2 separate regions of the Mus musculus genome follow, and region 1 is linked to region 2. A link is a contact called in public HiChIP or PLAC-seq data. All regions are on one chromosome and are shown on one strand. Each heading gives the region's core, a stretch centred on a gene start, on an enhancer-like site or on the middle of the called end of the contact. The rest is flanking DNA. Distances are from core to core; before and after follow the strand shown.

Region 1 (4,004 bases), core at 1,279-3,778, 370 kb after region 2:
TTCCTTCACAAAACATCATGACTAAGAAGCAAGTTGGGGAGGAAAGGGTTTATTCAGCTTACTCTTCCACATTGCTGTTCATCACCAAAGGAGGTCAGGACTGGAACTCAAGCAGGTCAGGAACTTGGAGGCAGGAGCTGATGCAGAGGCCATGGAGGGATGCTGCTTACTGGCTTGCTTCCCCTAGCTTGCTCAGCTTGCTTGCTTATAGAACCCAGGATCACCAGCCCAGGGATGGCACCACCCACAATGGGTTGGGTCCTCCCTCCTTGATCACTAATTGAGAAGATGCCTTACAGCTGGATCTCAGGGAGGCATGTCCTCAAGGGAGGCTCCTTTCTCTGTGATAACTCCAGCCTGTGTCAAGTTGACACACAAAACCAGCCAGTGCAATTATGTAGCAGAGCTGTTTAAGCATGAACTCAGCATGTCAAAATGGAAACCACTCAACATCAAATCTCCCTCAGTCTTTGAACAAACTTCCACCAAGTTCCCTACACGCTAGACATGACTCTAGGTGCTGGGGACAGCGACCTAACGCCTGCCCTCCTCCAGCTCACCTTCTGGCAGCTGGAGTTTCATTTTCCTGATGAAGGCAATGTGAGGGAGAAAGGGTACATTTAATTCGAAGTTCCGAGTTATAGTCCATCATCGTGAGGCAGTAAAAAATGAGGTGGGGAGGGGTCACCTTGAAGCAGTTGGTCACTTTGAATCCACAGTCAAGAGCTTAAGGCAATGACTTAATGCAGTACTCTAACACTCTGCTCATTTTTCTCACTCTTGTACAATCCAAGATCCATTCCCAGGAAGTGGGTAGATCTTCCCACCTTAGTTAATGTAACCAGGGCAGTCATCCCACGGACTCTCCCACAGACCAACCCCCATCAAACCTTCCTCTCCAGGAGATGCTAGAGCAGTGGTTCTCAACCTATGGGTCTCGACCCCATTAGGAGGCCCACCGACTCCTATGTAAAATACAGATATTTACACTGTGGTTCCTAACAGTAGCAAAGCTACAGTTACAGAGTAGCAATGAAAATAATCTTTTGGGGGGGGCGGTATGTCACATCTGGAGGAACTGTACTAAAGGACTGCAGCATTAGGAAGGTTGAGAACAGCTGCTGTAGATTTTGTCAAATTGACAACCAAACCATCATATTAGATAACTAAGCTATAATAAGTACATAAACGATAAACAGTGAACAAGGTAGTTCAGACTGTATGGAAAGGAAACAATGAGCTGCACCACGGAGGAGGAAGAATCAACTGAATGATTCCCACTGGAGTTCTAGTTCAAACAAACCCGGCTCCTGGAGAAGCCCGGAGTTTGTGTGTTCAGCTCTGAGTTGCAGGAGACAAGGCTACTGAAAGAAAAATCTATTTCTATGTTAAGTCTTTGAAGAGATTGTCTCAAGTTTCTGAGTTGTTCTTTGAAGTAAAGAAGTAATTAGTTGGAAAGAAGTTAATTTGCACATGTAAAGATTTATCAAAATGCCAGAGCGGGTGTCCCAGTGGGCAGCTGAAGGGCTCCCAAAGGGCTGTGTAGGGCAAGGGTGCCTTTCCTTACAAGGCACACATTCCCACCCATGTTCATCCTCCCCCTCAGGCCCATGGAAAGAACATCCAACGCAAGAAGTGCTTTAGTTCCCATCTGAAAGTCTCTCTCCACAAAAGTACAGCACATTCCCCAGGATGGCTCTTCAGTCACACCAGCTCTCTTCTCTCCATTTGGATATATGTTCTCCATTTCTCTCTTGACTGAGTGCTGACACAGCACCAGCATTGCTGTATAAACAAGTGTCCACAACTGGTCCTCCATGGATACGTCCAAGAAGCACTTGGACACCCCACTCTAGACAGCCGTCCCTCCAGGAGCCATGTGGCATCGATGTTTAGCTTCTGTCTTTTTAAATGACTCTCACCTGAGTGACGGACTGACTTCCAGGAAACCTGGCACCATTTATAAATGACTAGCACACTGGTGTACGCCAGCACACACCCAGTCGGGAGCTGCGCTGCCCAAGGGGCTTACCAGCACATATCCAATCAGGAGCTGCGCTGCCCAAGGGGCTTACCAGCACATATCCAATCAGGAGCTGCGCTGCCCAAAGGGCTTACCAGCACTCATCCAATCAGGAGTTTCGCTGCCTGCTGGGCTTATCATCTGGGTTCTATTTGCTGTCACTCGGAAACTTTCCCTTTCCACTCTCATGTCCATCTCTCTCTTTTTCTATTATTTTCATCCACGTCTTTACTTTCTACTACTGGCCGCTCCCCGATGCCTGTGAGCCATATCACTTGCATCTTATCCCTGTGACAAAATATTATGACCCAGGTAAGGAAGAGCTCATGTTGGCTTAGGGTTCCAGCGGGAGAGCCCATGATATTGGGTTGGGGGATTAGATGGCGACAGGAAGCTACGTCAAGAAGCCAGGCGATCGTGCTGTTAACCACACACACAGAGCAGAGAGAGTGAGCTGAAGTTACAAACTCTCACAGCCTGGCCCCAGTGACACACTTCCTCCAGCCAGGCTCTGCTTCCTAAAGGTCCACAACTTCCCCCAAATAGTGTCACATGATGTCCATAGTCAGAAAGCAGAGAGAGCTGAGAGCTCAGGTCGCTTTCTTGTTTTATTCCGTTTTGGATGCTGACCCACGGATGGTACAACTGTATTTTAGGATAGGTCATCCCACCTCAGCTGCCTAATCTAGATAATCCCTCACAGACATGCATGGAGATTTGTTTCCATGGTGACCCTAAATCCTGTCAAGACAATCAATATTAACCACACGCCCAACTGATTAAAATCCACAGAGCCTGCCAGCCCTCTCCTGAGACATAAGTACTACAAAGTATGGTTTGGACAGTAGCCGACAAGATCACAGCCATTCAACCTTACCACAGAACCCCATGAGGGGCCCCCAATTTCCTTGGTATCGTCTGGTGACCATGAAGGGATCCGCTAGAGTTTCTAATACATACTTGGTGGTCTGAGCAGGGAAGTTACAGAAAGGTCTCTGAAGACAACTGTGGCCATAACTTACGGCTTTAGCAGCAGCCAATCCATACCCAGGGTGAGGCCCAGACAAGATCCAGGTGGCATTGCTCGCTTGCTGTTTCTAGTTATCATTGCTTGGTGGGACCTTGAAAGGGAGAGGCGCAGAGGGGACTCCAACACCAGCTCCCTTGCCACATGATAAGATCAATTCATTTCCTAAGACAGGCTAAGGAGAGGGGGGTTATAAGGCATCTAAAGCATGGTCACTTTGACCCAGATCTTGAAGGAAATGTCTGGGTGTTTGTCTGTACTTCATCTAGGAGCCCGTGGCGGGTGGAGTGGGGGGCTGACAGAGGAAATACAGGAATAGAGTTGAGGAGAAAAAGGAAGTTGTGAAGGCAGGGAGGGAGAAAAGAAGGCAGGCAGACTGACCGCTCAGACTTGCTGCTTCTGAACAGGTTTGCTTTCCTACTGAATGTCATGTTGTCACACTGGGTCTCCTAGAACTAACTAAAACTTCTCCGGTGAGTAGCCAGCCAGCGGGGACTGTTGGTGGACGCACAGGTGGAGACTATCAGTTCAGTCACAGTTCCAGAGCTAGGCACGTTCCAATTCAATTCCAATAACTTTTTCCTTAGAGAATGATCCTTCATTGAGACCATTACAGGGTTTTAAAACAAGCGCTAGTTGTCATCTTGTTGAACAGCCCTTATAGACTTCGGATAACATCCTGGCGAGGCAAGTATTGTTTTGATTTTCAAGCTGTAGAAAGGGCAAGGCAACTCTACCCTGATGGAAATCGCAGCTAGTTTCTGCTGCCCCAGGTGTCACAGCCTCAGTCACAGAACTGACCGAGCACTCCAGGACAACGGCGGCTCATCCGACTCTGATGTTGGAAGTAACTAAATTAAGCCCCTGAAAGTGAGACATACAACTCAAGACACAGAAAAGGAGCCTGGCTCATAGCTCGATTCATTTTTATTTTAAATGTTGTATTGTGAGTGT
Region 2 (3,670 bases), core at 793-3,292:
GTTACTTCCATTATTATTCTGTAAACGAGACTGTAAGCAATGCCGTGGTTTCCCCAGAGGTGCCGCAGCCGCTGGGGCAGGCCGGTGCGATGCATCAGCCGGCTCAAGCCTGTCTTAATCGACTCTTGCATGGATTTCTCTATTTGTTGCTCTCTGTGGAACTGTCCTTGTTCTGACAGTGGAGTTTGGTAGTGCTGGCAGTTACAGGATTGGATGGAAGTGGCCCCCGAGGCTGCTGTGGCACAGGTGTGTTCATTTGTGTGGCTCACTGGAGTGTGAAGGGGAGATGGGGTTTGAAGGATATCTCCTCCTCCTGCTAGTCAGAAGGGCAAGCTGCCCCTGGAGTTTGCCTGACCTGTCATCTCTAAGTGACTGTGAGTCCTTTCAATAAGAGGAAGGGGCTAGTCGGGTTTAGGTGAACAGTCTGAGAGTAAACATGGTCCCACGTAGGTTTTAGCATCCAAGAGGGACTTCTTTTGACATTGTGACATAGCATGTTCATCTACAAAGTTCACTATGGAGGACCCTGCCAAAATTTTCTATCGTAATCCCCTTGTGTTTTAAACAAGTCGCAACATGTTAGGTCACTCTCATGGCCATGCTTGGCCACGTGTGGTGTGCAGGCAGCAGTGGAAACACCTGGTGGACGTTCACACAGAAGCCTGGAGCCTGGTTCTCGTCTGAAACTCCTTTAGTCTGAACTCTTCTGACAGCCAGCAGACTGATGTCCAGACAGTCTAATCCCCAGAAAGATGATGCTGATCTCATGTCGGGGTGAATAGAGTGTCCCACATATCTTTTTTTTTTCCAAGACAGGGTTTCTCCGTGTAGCCCCGGCTGTCCTGGAACTCACTCTGTAGACCAGGCTGGCCTTGAACTCAGAAATCTGCCTGCCTCTGCCTCCCAAGTGCTGGGACTAAAGATGTGCACCACCACGCCCGGCAATGTCCCACATATCTCGTCTTCTCAACGGTTCTTATACTACTGGCTTTTTGGCTTTAACTCACTGACCCCCCCCCCAAAAAAAATATTAAGCACAGTCAGGTGATCCCCTTGCTGTTATTGATTTGGCTGCATTTGGCTGCATTTGGGAGGCCTCCCCACTGGACCTCACAATCCAATGTGGGGAGCAGCCTGCTTCTCAGGGGAAGGTAGAGAGATTGGATGACTTAGGAATCATCTTTCTGGTGTGGCTTGATGGATTCTGGGGGCCTTCTGTCTGCTAACATTAGAGAAGGATACACTTCAGGACTATCTCTACAGCATGGCTTGAAAGCCCTGAGAAGGCCTTGATAAGATCATCTTTGTCTCTGGTTGGAGAAGAGCAGAACTTGGGGCAGAACAGAGTGTGGTCTGGCACCGTGCTTTCTGGCACTGCATGTGTGTCACTTAACCATGCACAGAGGCTGAGAGGCCACCACGGGCAGGACAATGGGACGTGGCTCACCTGAAGAGCTTGAGATCTCATAGCTGAGATACAGAAAAAGCCCAGCGTCCTCTGATGGGGCCGAAAGCTTGAGGAGAGCCTGTGCGCCCTCCAGATTAGGAACTGTGTGCTCAGTGCCAATGGGAAACACACAGAGAGGCAAATATTTGCTTGAAGAGTGTCTTTCTGACACGCCAAGGTACGATTCTCCCCTGAAAAGCCAATCACTAGCTAACCCCAGTTCCGCATTAGAATCAGAGGAAAATGAACCCCCACAGCAAGAGACCCCTCGTTTGGTACATCCAGCGGAGATAATGTGACCAGCATGCAAGGCACAGAATACTGATAAGGCTGTGACAAGTCACGCTTAGACTCGGTGTCACATTCAGATGGTAGCTGAGAGATGAAAAGCAAACAGAAATTAATCCCCCTCCAGGAATCTCATACACATTCACTTAGCGCTAGCCTGCCGCTCAGCGGTCTGTCTCCCATTCTCCCCATTAATAACTATAATCAAATGTCCATGATCAGTTTCCACCAACCGGGTAATTGCTCTGGCTCCCCCATTCTCTGGGATGGGCAATGTGTTCACAAGATGGGGCAGTTGTGTAACCGTTCTGTCCATGCGAACTCCGGAAGTCAGCCGTGCCCTGCAGCTGTGAGTGTCAGCCCACTTGCTCTCTGTGGAGTGAAGGAAGGAAGTAATTTTATTGTGCTATTTTTAGACTTCAATTTAGATTTCAGCTGTTATGATACTCTGTGTGCCTGGATGGATAGAGATGTCTGCACACAATTCCTCGGTACAGTTCTGAGTTGGCCCTGGGCTCCAGCAGGTCCCAGATTTCTTCTCAGCCTGTGACCGCAGCAGTGCCCTGTCACAGTGACTTCCCCTCAGCTGAGACCTGTCGGGTCATAGGGTGATGGTGCCATCATGTACCCATAGTGCCTGGCAAACGGATGCTTCCTTTTACCTGAGGAGGCTCAATCTGTCCTCTCCTATACATGCCTAATGGGCACCCCACAATTCTCTGTAAGTAGACTCAGTTCATGGCTGTCTTGCAGTTTGAGACAGTTTTCTAGAGGCGGTGGATGAAAGCTCTGACAAGAGGGTTTCCTTTCTCACAAGCCAGAAGGATGAGGGCACTGGGCTGCCTTTGCCTCTGCCGTGGAAGATAGCTCTGAACCTCAGGAGAATTCCTAGGTCTCCAGCATTAGGAGTGAAGCTAGCCTGAAACACTAAGGGGTTCTTGGGTGTGTGCCAGACGTACCCGCCTGAGCCTGTTGGGTGTCAGGCACGTGTGTGTTGGCACCTGTGCCAATTCAGATCTCTGTGCCTGAGAACCAACCCTGTAGATATTGGAACACAGTGGCCATTAACCCACAACTTATTCATTACCGGCACAGTTTGTAGCACAAGCACCAACTGTGACATCATACACCACCACCTTGTACTATACAGGTCAGAAAAGCGGGATCCTAACGGGATTTCCCATGTGGCCTTATAGAGGGATCTGTGCCCATGGCCTCTTCTGCTTCTTCCTCTCCCTCCTCACCTCTCCTCTTCTCCCTCATCCACCTCCCCTTTCTCTTGCTTCTTCTCCCATCAAATCGCAGACTTCTTAAATAACCTGCCATGACCTGGATATCTATGCCCTGTCTCAATTAAAGTATTGATTCTTACTCCCCATTGGGGTGTGGCCTTCAGAAGTTATAACATTAGCATCTTTGCTCCTCCCACCATACAAGGACACAGCTAGATGTCGTCATCTACGGGACAGTGTACCCTCAGATTTTCTGATGCCTTGATCATATATACATTCAAACTTTAATATATGCATACATATATATCCAAAAACATCTAGATATTTCTGTTTTGTCCTTCTGAGCTGCTTAGAAAGCTCTCTCCCCCTTAGACATTGTAGAGATAATTTGAAATTTGAGTTTGGTTTGTTTGGGCTTGAGCAGTCAAGAAGCCAGACTGAATGGCCCTTCCATATTTATTCTGAGACTTTAAATTTTAATGTAGCCAATTCCACAACAATTACCACCAGGAAGGCTTCCTTTTGTTAACCTTAGGTTGGATACTTTTCCAGTCTCTCTGGGCAGGTGTTCTTTCAGTGATTGTAAGCCAAATGCTTTCCTCCCATCCATTGCTTTTGCTCAGTGTTTTATCACAACAGATAGGGAGCTAGGATACCCATGTCTGTGATTTGTTGATAATCTGCAGCTTTGGGAGTGCTTATG

What was found. HiChIP or PLAC-seq counts read pairs in DNA pulled down with a chosen protein or histone mark.
Region 1: an H3K27ac HiChIP or PLAC-seq map of microglia shows a contact between it and region 2, with 7 times the contacts expected there. The contact joins two enhancer-like sites. A contact is called at or near these places in 3 of 39 promoter capture datasets (cranial neural crest, liver and maxillary cranial neural crest), 1 of 484 Hi-C or Micro-C datasets (nephron progenitors), 5 of 115 datasets of contacts at active chromatin or transcription factors (acute myeloid leukemia, bone marrow-derived macrophages, embryonic basal ganglia and 2 more) and 2 of 9 other capture datasets (embryonic stem cells and embryonic tail).

What each region holds. Positions count from the first base shown.
Region 1 is chr8:125,597,708-125,601,711 of GRCm38.p6, forward strand. All of the region lies in intron 2 of 4930567H12Rik (RIKEN cDNA 4930567H12 gene), which reads left to right. Among named protein-coding and RNA genes, the nearest start is that of 4930567H12Rik, 15 kb to the left of the region's middle. Within about 2 kb of position 2,529, at least 33 of the 459 cell types and tissues checked have an H3K27ac peak or open chromatin away from gene starts, as enhancers often do. A contact at or near this core is called in acute myeloid leukemia, bone marrow-derived macrophages and microglia, where this site is marked.
Region 2 is chr8:125,225,264-125,228,933 of GRCm38.p6, forward strand. The region is part of intron 10 of Disc1 (disrupted in schizophrenia 1); the gene reads left to right. Among named protein-coding and RNA genes, the nearest start is that of Gm30713, 160 kb to the right of the region's middle. Within about 2 kb of position 2,043, at least 74 of the 459 cell types and tissues checked have an H3K27ac peak or open chromatin away from gene starts, as enhancers often do. A contact at or near this core is called in acute myeloid leukemia, bone marrow-derived macrophages and microglia, where this site is marked.